Linked DNA regions of Sus scrofa: region 2 is linked to region 1. Evidence: chromatin contacts called from public HiChIP or PLAC-seq data. All regions are on one chromosome and are shown on one strand. Each heading gives the region's core, a stretch centred on a gene start, on an enhancer-like site or on the middle of the called end of the contact. The rest is flanking DNA. Distances are from core to core; before and after follow the strand shown. Region 1 overlaps LOC100626276 (a long non-coding RNA gene). Region 2 has its middle 170 kb from the start of UACA.

Region 1 (5,958 bases), core at 3,031-5,530:
CGACAGGGAGACCCTGAGAGCGAAGAGAGGAGCCGGATCAGCTGGACCGGCCCTAGGCATCCAAGTCCCCAGGCAGGCTGCACCAAGGGCATCTGGGGTCAGGGATGGAGGAAGGGTTACTTCCTAAGCAGCCTCTCTCATCCTCCTCCATCTGGATGATTCTTTCTGTTCCCATCACTCCATTACACCCCACAACTTTCCCAGGTGATTTATGGCGGGATTCTCAGTTCTCTGCAGTGCAGATACTTACTTTTTAAATTTGGTCTCTCGAGGACCACTCTGCTGTCCCCTGCTGAGACAGATTCCCCTGCCGAGTCAGATTCCCCTGCCCTCTCCCTCCTGTGCTCCTGCTGGGACACAACTCACACTCACCCCACAGGGGGGAGCCTCTGCATCCCTTTTACCTGAAGCTCACCTCTTAGCCATCATTGTCCCCTGTCACATAGCACCAGCCCTGTTCCCTGGCCCCACCGGCTGTGCCCTGAGGCCTGCCACGAGACAGATGACAAGTGACTGGCTTCTTTATCCTAGCTTGGCTAGGCTCCCAATGAGGGTTTTATTGTTATTAAAGTATAGTTGATTTACAATGTTGTGCTCATTTTCTGCTGCATAGCAAAGTGACTTAGTTATACATACATATAAAGGAATATAAAAAACGTATATGTGTTTAAAAGCAATAAGGCTTTAATGGGTCTTAAGCCCCAGGAAGAGGGTGTAGAGGAAGGGAGAGTGGAAGGAGAGCAGGATGTGATGGGAAGGGAAAAAACCTGTCCTGCCTCACTCTACCTTAATAAGTATACTTATTTTTATATTAAATACGGTATTAAATTGTTTCCCAATGAGTGACATGAATGCTTCTGGAAATGCTCTAAACTGATCCATTTATCCCATCGTCCGGGTTGCTCAACCCCAGCACTATTGATATTTGGGGCAGGGTCATTCCTTGTGGTGGGGGCAGCCCTGTGCATTGGAGAAAGTAAAGGGTGTCCTTGGCCTCCACCCACCAGATGCCAACAGCTTCACCCCCTCCAGTTGTGACCAAAGAAAATGCCTCCGCGCTTTGCAAATGTGCCCTGGGGGTAAAATGGCCCAGTTGAGAACTATGGCTTGTTTCCATGAGCTCCCTCATAGGGAACCCCATGCTGGTGGGGAGGCGGGCATGGGGGGCCCCTTTCCTGGTCTTCACCTGAAGTTGTAATAGGGAGGCTCCGGCATCGTGGGGAAGGCAGGCAGCGGCCCACGTGGTGCCCTAGAAATCACAGCACAGAGACGACCTCCACTTTGCCATCTGCTCCATCTTAGGACACTAACCTAGAACCCCAATCTGAACCCTTTCCAAATTTCTTGAGATTCCCAACCTCCATCTAACTTAGATTGTTTTGGGTTATTTGGTTTTTCACCCTAAACTACCAACACTCTGCCTCTTAGACTCTTATTGTTCAGTCTACAAGGGCAATAAAAAGCCTCCACGGGGTTCCAGGACATCAAATAGCTCCTTTTAAATTAGAAAGAAAGGGCAAGGGGAGACCTCTAACCTTTGTATTTTGTTACACAAGTGAATTAGACACATATGGAATATGTTTCCTTCTAGCTGGGCACTATTTTAAGACTGGAGATGGTCCTTAAAAAAAATATATATATAGGAGTTCCCGTCGTGGCGCAGTGGTTAACAAATCCGACTAGGAACCATGAGGTCGCGGGTTCGGTCCCTGCCCTTGCTCAGTGGGTTAACGATCCGGCGTTGCCGTGAGCTATGGTGTAGGTTGCAGACGCGGCTCGGATCCCGAGTTGCTGTGGCTCTGGCGTAGGCCAGTGGCTACAGCTCCGATTCGACCCCTAGCCTGGGAACCTCCATATGCTGCGGGAGCGGCCCAAAGAAACAGCAAAATGACAAAAAAAAAAATATATATATATATATATACACATACACACACATTCATAGGTTTATACATTTCTTTGCTCACGTGCCTAATTATTTCATTAGGAAATAAGGGGAGATGTTAAGGCACACTTGGAAGATTAGGGATGACAGCAAGTACACAAAGGAGATAGGACATTCTCAGCAGGGGGAAGAGCTTGAGCAAAGACCCCTAGGGCTAAGGAGCATCTCCTGGTCTGAAAATGTTGAGAGCTATAACAATACATAAGACCCTGCTTTCTTTCAAAGCCCTCCAGTTTCAAAACCACTTCCATCCATGGTGCAATATCCACCCTCTTGGATGTCCTGGGCTGTGATGTGCAGGACTCCTCCTCAGGGACCAACCAACTCTTCCAGAATCCTGGCTTATATCTAGGCAGCTGCAACCCATAGACCAATTCCTCTAAAAACCCAGGCGGCCATAAAGGGCTGGCAAATATTTTAAATTTAAAAGCTAAAAGCTATTACCTATCTGAAAACTAATATTACTGTAATTTTGGTTCATAAAGTCATATTACAGTTTCTACGTAATTTGAGACTAATGCACTAAAAAACAACAATTACTTTGGTTTTAGATGCATAGTGTAAAAACGTAATTTTTGATATCAATAACTGATAAGTAATAGGTATAGCATATATATAAAAGGAAATGAGAAGGGAATTAAAACATTTCACTACAGAAAATCCCCAACTAAACAGAAAAGACAGTAATGTAGGAAATGAGGGACACAAAACCTGTAAAGCATGTAGAAAACAAAAGCAAAATGATAGGAGTAAGCCTTATTATTAGTGATATCATTAAATGTAAGCAAATTAAACTCAACAATGAAAACGGAGAGATTGGCAGAATGGATTAAAAACCATGACCCAACATATACTAGTTACAAAAGACTCGCTTTATATTCAGACACAGATAGTTTGAAAGTGAAAGGATAGAAAAAATAGATCATGCAACTAGAAACCAGAAGAGAGTGGGAGTGCCTCTATTAATAAAAGATTGAATACAGCATGAAGCTATGACAATTACAAACATTTACGCACCTAATAACAGGCCATCAAAATACATGAGGCAAACATGGACAGAACTGAAGGGAGAAATGGACAGGTCTATAATCATGACAGGAGCTATGAATTCTTCATCTTCTGTAATGGGTAAAATTGTCAGAAGGAGGTGAGGAAACAGAGGACTCGAACAACACATGAAACCAGCTGGATCTAACAATGTACACAGAATGCTTTACATCTGACATAACAACAGAATATGTGTTCTTAAGTGCACATGAGACATCTTCCAGGATAAGACCATGTGTTAGGCCACAAATTAAGTCTCCACAGATTTATAAAAATATTATACAAAGTATCTTCACAACAAGATTTTGTTAAAAATTAACAACAGGAGGAAAACTGGAAAATTCGCAAACTTGTGGGAATCAAACAAACACACTCCAAACAACCAATGGATCAAAGAAGACGTCACCAGGGAAATTAGAAAATGTTTAGAGACAAATGAGACAAGAACACAATATGCCAAAACTTAGGGGACACAGCAAAAACAGATCCCGTTTGGTTTATTCAAAGCCACAGAGATAGTACATTGAGAATGTGGGATTTAAACCCAAGTCTGTGAGAACCAAAAGCACATGATTTTTCCATTAACTCATCATAGGCTGTGTGTGTGTGTAGAAAAAAAGGGGGAGGGGAGGGGTGAAGGAGTTTGAAAGAACAAGGGTGAGTTCTATGCTCTTACTGTCCCTGATGATGGGGGAGATGGTGCTAAGACACCGATTGCACAGTTACTCGTCTGTCTCATCCATTTTTAGCATCTGCCCCTGCTCATCAGCCGGTTTCCCAGACCAGGTCAGCTCTCCTATTACACATCCACCCTCAGAGTCCCTGTATTTCCCTTCCTAGCTCGTATTGCAGCAGTGACTCAGTTACCCATGTCATCATTTCTTCAACCCTTCTCTCCCTCACTAGACTGCCCCATGAGGCCAGGGCCTGTGTCTTTTGGTCACCACGACATCATTTTGCACTTCGCAGAGGGGCTGCAGAAAGTGGGTGCTTGGAATAATTTGTTAAATAGACAGATGGTTGGATGGATGGACACACGGATGGATGCTTGGTTGGACCGGTGAATCTCACCTCACTGGAGACCTGACATGTGCAGTGAGCCAGGGCCCCAGGCCTGGGCTCTGGGTCGAGCATCCCAGCAGACCACGACTACCTCTCTGTCCCCAAACCCTGCCCATGTGGTGAGTCATCCAGATTCTGAAAACCGCATGCTGCTTTCCACAATGAGGCTGCCCAGAAGGGCCCTTCCAGGCCTCAAGGGGTGTCAGGAAAACTTTGCTCACACGCACCATTACAGCCAGCCCCTTATCACTGCTATTTCTTTGATGTGCTCCTGGTGAGTCAGGGCTGCTCTCGCTGCCTCAGTGCTGTTCCTGTTTCAGCAGCTCTCTGACACTTTTAAACGAAAGTCGGAAGTGGCAGGCTGCGTCTTTCGGCTAAGACTGCAAACAGTCCTTTGCTTTGATTACTCTTTGATTTGATTATAAACGGACTTGGGGTTGAAAGGGACAATGATGTCAAAGGGAAGATGGTGGGACCCTCCCACCTATGGCAAAAGAAGGGAAACCATCCCCAATGCCTCCTTTTCTCGAGCAGGTCTAATGTATGCACCCCCATTCTGGTCAAATGAGGGTCTGGTGTTTCCTGACACACCTTGCACTCGCTTCCTTTCATACCTACATGTTTCCTCCTGCCCAGAGTGCCACTCAGACTCCCATCTCCACCGCTTGTGGCGATCCCATCTCCAGATCCCATCCAAATACCACACAGCCTCCTGGGCTCCACTCAGTTGCTCCTTTCTCCTCGGAGCCTCTTCTGATCACTGCGCCCCCCCCCCCCCCATCTCCTGACCTGCCTTTTCACATTCACTTCCCATATGGCGATGACTCATGTAACTCTCTAATGACGGTATGCATTTTGCAATGCTTTGTTGCAATTTCAAGGAAGAAAGCTGGGGTGTCTTGGGACAATGGCACTGGTGAATCCACCTCAGCTCTGTTCTTATCTGATCTCAGAGAAGTCATGACTCTCCATTTGTTCATCCTTGAAATTGGGGGCTTTTGGGGGATAGTTTTGAATATGAAGTAAGAGGATGGTCATAAGGCTGCTTATATAACTGTACGATGGTTTGTGTGTGTGAGGCGTGATCAGTACCCAGCATTTCCAGCATCATCACCACCACTGGCATCGTTACATTGCTGTTTCACATGTGTTACCTTCCAAACTAGGTGTGAGCTTCTCATGGTTAGGGACCCCCCTTCCCACACCTGGCACCAGGCTACACACACTGTTGATATCCAGTGGCCATTTCTTAATCAGCTGCTAAACTCCAAGGAAAACAAATCTAAGGGAGAAGAAGGTATTTGACAAAGTCTTTCAGGGTGTATCCTTTTTTACTTCCTTTGTCTAAAAAAGGACAAATGGAAAACAAGGACATTATGAAAGTCAGACACTTCCCTGCCTAACAAAGATGGTATGGGACATGTTTGCCATAGTCCCTGACCACACAAGGGCACTTCCAAATTCAGAGTCTCATCCAGCCTTTAAGAATCCTGAGAGGGCCAGGGGAAGCAACCCATTAAACAGTCAAGCAAAGCGAAGCCAGTAAAGCCAAGGGTCTCACTCACTCCACGGCAAAGCAGTGAGTCATCAATAAAATGCACCCTGTGAAGCAGGTTCCTGGCCTTGGCCTTGGCCCTTTTCACGGGGATGCTCATCCCAAGGAAAGAGAATTTCCCTGGCATTAATTGAGAGAGAAATTTTGTCATCGTCACCATTCCTTATGGTGTCCTCGCAATGACCCATCAGCATCCCCACTCTACACATGAGGAGACTGAGGCTCTGGGAGGTGCGAGATGACCTGCCAAGGTCAGAGCGAGGAGGTGGGGCCAGGCCCTCACTTCCCACTCCCCACTGAGCACAGTCTCGGCCTTCGGGCTGAGCTGCCATCCGGGCTACGAATCTCTCCC
Region 2 (5,590 bases), core at 2,686-5,185, 740 kb before region 1:
CTTTCACCTACTCAACAGTAAACAATGTCGTCCACATGTTTCAGAAGAGGCACAGAGAGGTTATTAACTTTCACCAGGTCACACAGCTATGAGAAGTCAGAGCTGGTATTTGAAACAGGCAGTGAGTTTCCTGAGACCCCACCAAGGAAAGTGGGTCACTGATAAAAGTTTCTTGGTTTTTTTTAATGTATATTTTATAATATTTTAATTAATTAATTTTTTTTAAACTGCAGCATGCAGCAACTTGATATGAGATCTCTGTTCCCAGACCAAGAACTGAACTTGGGCCACAACCACAAAAGCACTGAAACCTAACCACTAGACCACCAGGGAACTCCCAAAAGTTAAGTGATTTTTAAAGTTGCAGAAAGATATAGCATAACTACATTTTGGTGAAGTACATGTGACCCTATATCTAATATGTACCATGTATGTTTGCACTGCAATAATTATAGAAAGATTAATTTGGTGGGAATGATGGAAGGGGCAGTGAGAGTAGGCTGATTTATTTTCTTCCAAAAGTGATGGGATTAAAACAATAAAACTAGCTGCTCAGTTCCCTTCTGTTTTTATTTTTATGTTATTACCCATGCCCACTTGACTTGAGTGAAATAAAAATTGCCCCATCTGGTAACAAAAATACATCTTGGAAAAATAACACAGCCAGTTCAAACTAGAAATTTTTTTTTAAAAATCCCAGTTTAGGAATTATAGCCTTTGATAGTTATTATTTAGCAGTAGATGTATTACTTTAAATAAAGGCTTTGAAAATGATTTAAAAGGTGGTATGTCATCACTGTAGAAAATGTGGAATTATAGAGCGGGAGAGTGAACTGGTCACCTAATGGGTTCTGGAGAGCTGAGGCCTCCTGCACTGTGTGGTCCAGGTTACCTTTATTTCTCTCTTTGTTGTCTTCCCAGCATCCTGTTTCCATGACACCCTACTCCAGTCCCCAAAGCCTGGTCAGGGGTGGGGCATCACCATGCAGTTAAAGAGTCCTGACCCAAGCAAGTGACGTCACAGAGGCTAGTGCAGGACAGAGATCCGGGTGGCCAGAGTCACAGGCTCACAAGACCTCCAGCTGCTTGACTCAGAAGCAGGCCCTGGGCACCACGGCCACCTGGCTCTGTGAATTGTCCAGTGCAAGTGTGGAGTGGAGGCTTGTGCTGTGGATGGAGAGCAGTGGGTGGCTGGGCCATGGTGAAACTCATGAAACACAGTGAGCAGCTTGGACAGCTCTTGACCAGTGGTTCTCAGTTGGAGGCAATTTTGGCAACGTCTGGAGACTCTTTTTGTTCTTAGCACTGGGGAGTCGGCACTCCTGGCATCCGGGGAGGATGGACGAGGAGGGCTGCGAGGATCCTGCAGTGCACACCCCCAGTGGAAAACTCTCCAGCCCCAGGTCCCCATAGCGCTAAGATTTCCAAACCTGCCTGGAGTTAGAGCCCCTGGTCGGTGTTGCAGCATGAGGGCTGGGGCCCCCAGGGTGCCAAATATGGAAATTCCTTGGTCACTATGCTCCTATTCTAGAGAAGAGGTAGATTTCTCCAAGGTCAAGTGGGGAGAAGCAGCCCAATCCTGCCTGGAGTGGGGCCCTGCATTTACAAGGAGCTGGAGGAATTAAGTTACAGTATAATGGCTGACATTGATACAGTGCTTGACAGGTGACAAAGTGCTTCCTCTGTGCTGGGGTTCAGTACAGATTGGGGTCCTCTGCATATTGTTGGGATCACTGGCAGATTGAGAGGAGACGGGGAATGCTACACCTGTTTCTCATTCTGTAAAATGAATTCTTTGTCATAAAACTCCCCACATTCTCCCTTTGATCATAATGCCAACAGTTCAAATCCTGCATGTTATTCCGGGTCCCACTGATGGGTAGGAGGCCTTCCCCAGCAGATACAAAGGCAAACGTACTCTTTCTTCTAGCACCATGGTGTCCTGGGTAGGTAAGCTGGAGCCAGGATGCCAGGAAATCGGATGGGTTAAGTGTGGGATTCCTAGACTTGATAAATATAAGCTTGCAGGGAGGGTGAGCGGCAAGAGCTGGCCAGGGAGGCTGGACACTTGGGAGATGGCCTGGATTCTATGTGTCAGACACTTTGAATATGTTATTTTATTTGCTTCTCATGACAACTCCTTAAAACGAGTTTTATCATCATATCTATTTTGCAGAAGAGGAGTTCAAGCCCAGAGAGGTTAAGTTGCTTGGCTAAACTCAAGTAACTAGAAAGTATAGCTCATAGAAAGGGTGTCAGGGGCTCTCTGGGGCATCATGGGTTCTGCAAGGGAAGATGAGAACTGGATGAGGAGAGACTGACAGAGAACTGTGGACCTGGGACGGGCTTGTCCTAGGAGTGGGCACTATCACCATGCCATGGGGGCAGGGCAGCTTCAGGCGGGGATGAAGGAGTAGGTCAAGAGTTGCTACTGGACAGGGCATCATTTTTCTGGGGATTGGAGGAGATAAGGTGAAGGGAAGTGGGGCTGAGCAAGAAGGGCAGAGGCCACCAGGATGGGGAATTAGAAGGGCATGCAGGTCAGAATAGCTCTGAGGGTCTGAGAGGTGCTTTTCACTGCATCACGTGTGTGCCCTGTGATGTCACACATTGAAGAGCATGTGACTCCCTGGGGAGCATCTCTCCTCTGTTGATGTCTATGGTTTCATGCGCTACCAGGGTGCCACTAGCTTCTTGGGTCCTGTGAGTGATTTAGAAAATGTGCCTCTCTGGGTGGGTGCATAGTTCAGAGCATGGGCTGGGTTTCTGCCCCCTTGGCCAGGTGCCAAGGTAGGACCGCTGAAAGAAGGCCCACAGCAGGCCTGGCAGGGTGTGCTTGACCAGAGAAGAGGAACCAAGGAGGGTGGGTTGCTGTGTGGAGGCTGGGGACTGATGTGTACCTGCATCTGCTTGTACAGCTCCTGGCCCTGGGCTGGTGCAGAGTGCGCCCAGGTTGTGCTTGCTGAAAGGATGAGTAAAAGAGGGTCACCTTCCTTTTGGTTCCTTGGCGTGAGTTTTTTCTTTGGAAGAAGATTTGGAAGTAAGGAAGAGAATGCTATGAGCCATGCAACGTGGAGGCTAAAAGTGGCAGAGCTTGACTCATTATGTCAACTCCACAGGAGATGCTTTAGAATCCTAAAAAATAACAGCAGAACTTTACTGAGTGATGAATTTCCAGGAGGCAGCCCTGGTGGTGACCCTTTTGTGATGGGGCAGTTTTATATGTCACTTTGCCTAGGCCTGAGTTTTCAGCTCTTAATTAAGTTGTTGCTGTGAAGACAGATGTCCTTAAAGTCTCAAACCAGTGACGTTCGGTAAAGGGGATCCTAGGCAGTCTGGGTGCGCCAGACTCAGTCAGTTGGAAGGTCTTAAGAGCAGAGCTGAGGCTTCCCTGAAGGAGAGGAAACCCCACCTGGGGCTGGCAGCTTCAGCCTGTGTCTGAGTTCCAGCCTGCCTTTCCCAACAAGCTCCCCTGTGGATTTCAGATGCATCAGCCAGCCCCACCATCACAAAAGCCAATTCCTTGCAACAAATCTCTTCGTATGTATATCCTGCCGGTTTTATTTCTTTGGCTGAAGCTGGGCTGATACACCTTTATATGGATTAATTTATCTAATCCTCCCAAGAATACTGGTAGAGTTCCTGTTATTCTTTCCATTCTAAACCAGAGAGGGCAAGCAGTGCCCGCAAGCAGTGAAGCCAGGACTCAAGCCTTCTCATTCCTGGGCCCAGGTTCTCCACTGCCACCCAGGAATCGCAGGGAGGGAGCCATGTCAATAGGAGCCAGCTCGGGGTAGCTGACCAGCCCGGTAAGATGGACCGGGCGGCTGTGGTTAGCTGGTCGGGACGATGTTGCAAGGGTTGTGGTGGCATAGCTACCCAGAGCAAGTCCCCGTGGCCGTCAGACTAGACTGCTTCCTCTAGACTGAGTGGGACTCACCCATTTCAACATCTCCTTCCAACAACAAACTGTCCTTTACTCTGAGTTCCCTGACATTCTGAGTGGACACAGAATGTTTCCTCAATTTTGCATTTGCTTTAGAGTCATCTCTGGTGGTTTGTTCTGTTTAAGTGTTTTCTCACAGGGTTGAGCTTATTAAAATTCACTTCAAGTTTCACTATCAATTTTTAACTGAAACTCTTTCCTTTCATTCATTCATTCATTCAAAGTGGCATTGAGTTACCCTTCTTAACAAAGCAACACCTAGCTCATCCTGAAAGTTAGGTGGTGGATCAAAAGAAATTCAAATGGCGTGGCCATGCTCCCTGACTGTGTAAATACCACAGCTGGGTGGAGATCACCCCTCAAGTTAAAGTTAAAATAAGTTAAAGAGAAATCTTTGGGGCCAGTGTTTGTGTGTCGATTTTGAAGAGTTTAAAATCATGGGGCAAACTTCTGTGGCATTTGATTTGTCTCCTTGTCACAGCTCAGACTCTGAATGCCGACCACCTCTGCTTCCGCCTGGTTCCCTGCCCGCAGCCCTGCTGTCTTGAGGAGGAATGAACACAAACAGACCAGGAGCTGGGGGATGGACCGTGTCCCTTCTAGCCAAGATTTTGGAAAATGCAGAGTGGAATGTGAGCAAAGTTAGTTGTACATATGTATCTCCGTGTCAGAGGAGGTGTGGGCAGCCAGAAATCTCAGTCTAGAGGAAGCAGAAGAAGGACAGAGACCAGTGCCCATGGCTTGATGACAGTTCCAGGGATTAGAATATGTTCATTCTTTCTGTCTCTTTGTCTCTGTGTCACTAGCTTTGCATCTCTCTTTATTGCTCTCTCTCTCTCTCTCTCATGTGTGTGCCTGCAGGCTCTTTTTTCTTTTGAAGCAGAAAAGCTGTTGGGTGGCTCACAGAATCACCAGGAAGAGGAACACGCAGACCTTCCAAAGGCACAGGAACAAAAGGAAGAACCCCAGGCAAAATCACTCCCCAGAACTACTGCTGAGGCCCTGCTGGCTCCTGGGTGTTGCCCAAAGGTACTGCGACCGTGCAGCTGCTGGACCCTGGCTGCTGCCCAGACCAGACCCAGGGAAGCTTTTCATAGACCTGGCAGGCCTCTGCTGGGAGACCTTGAGGTCACAGGAGTCCCCAAAGCACCCGCCAACTGGCTAGGTGGGGCCAGCTAGAGATAGCTTTGGGATTCTGGTTTATTCTTGGAAATAAAAGAGACAATTATGGTCAATTCTTGTGCCAGTTGGGCACCCAATGTAGGCAAAGAACTCTAATTTTGCCTTAGAACAGGAGCAGCCCCTTCTCTAAATTCCCATAGAGGTTTTAGGGGAATCTCTAACCCCTAGTGTGGTGGATGTGTTAGTGGGACATCTCCTTGGGTCTCTTGTTCCGTGGATGCAGAGTCCTCTGAAAAATGGGTCAGCCAAATGGTTCTGGAGTAGGAGAGAAAAGGAAAATCAAAGACTCAAGATAATGTGGAAAATGGAGATAGTGCTGGAGAAAATGGAGATCCAGCTGTGGGTCCCTATTTGTTTCTTCGTTTTACTTCGGACCATGGGTTTTGGGGTTTTTAAAATTTTTTTAAATTTTAAATCTTTATTTTTATTTTTTGCTTTTAAGGGCCACACCCATGGCATATG

Evidence for each region. HiChIP or PLAC-seq counts read pairs in DNA pulled down with a chosen protein or histone mark.
Region 2: an H3K27ac HiChIP or PLAC-seq map of alveolar macrophages shows a contact between it and region 1. The contact joins two enhancer-like sites. A contact is called at or near these places in 2 of 2 datasets of contacts at active chromatin or transcription factors (alveolar macrophages and skeletal muscle).

Annotation. Positions count from the first base shown.
Region 1 is chr1:167,537,198-167,543,155 of Sscrofa11.1, reverse strand. LOC100626276 (a long non-coding RNA gene) reads right to left here. Exons shown (of 3, transcript XR_131319.4): 3 at 1,939-5,958. Among named protein-coding and RNA genes, the nearest start is that of RPLP1, 240 kb to the right of the region's middle. Within about 2 kb of position 4,280, at least 22 of the 83 cell types and tissues checked have an H3K27ac peak or open chromatin away from gene starts, as enhancers often do. A contact at or near this core is called in alveolar macrophages, where this site is marked.
Region 2 is chr1:168,276,691-168,282,280 of Sscrofa11.1, reverse strand. No RefSeq gene overlaps it. Among named protein-coding and RNA genes, the nearest start is that of UACA, 170 kb to the left of the region's middle. Within about 2 kb of position 3,935, at least 4 of the 83 cell types and tissues checked have an H3K27ac peak or open chromatin away from gene starts, as enhancers often do. A contact at or near this core is called in alveolar macrophages, where this site is marked.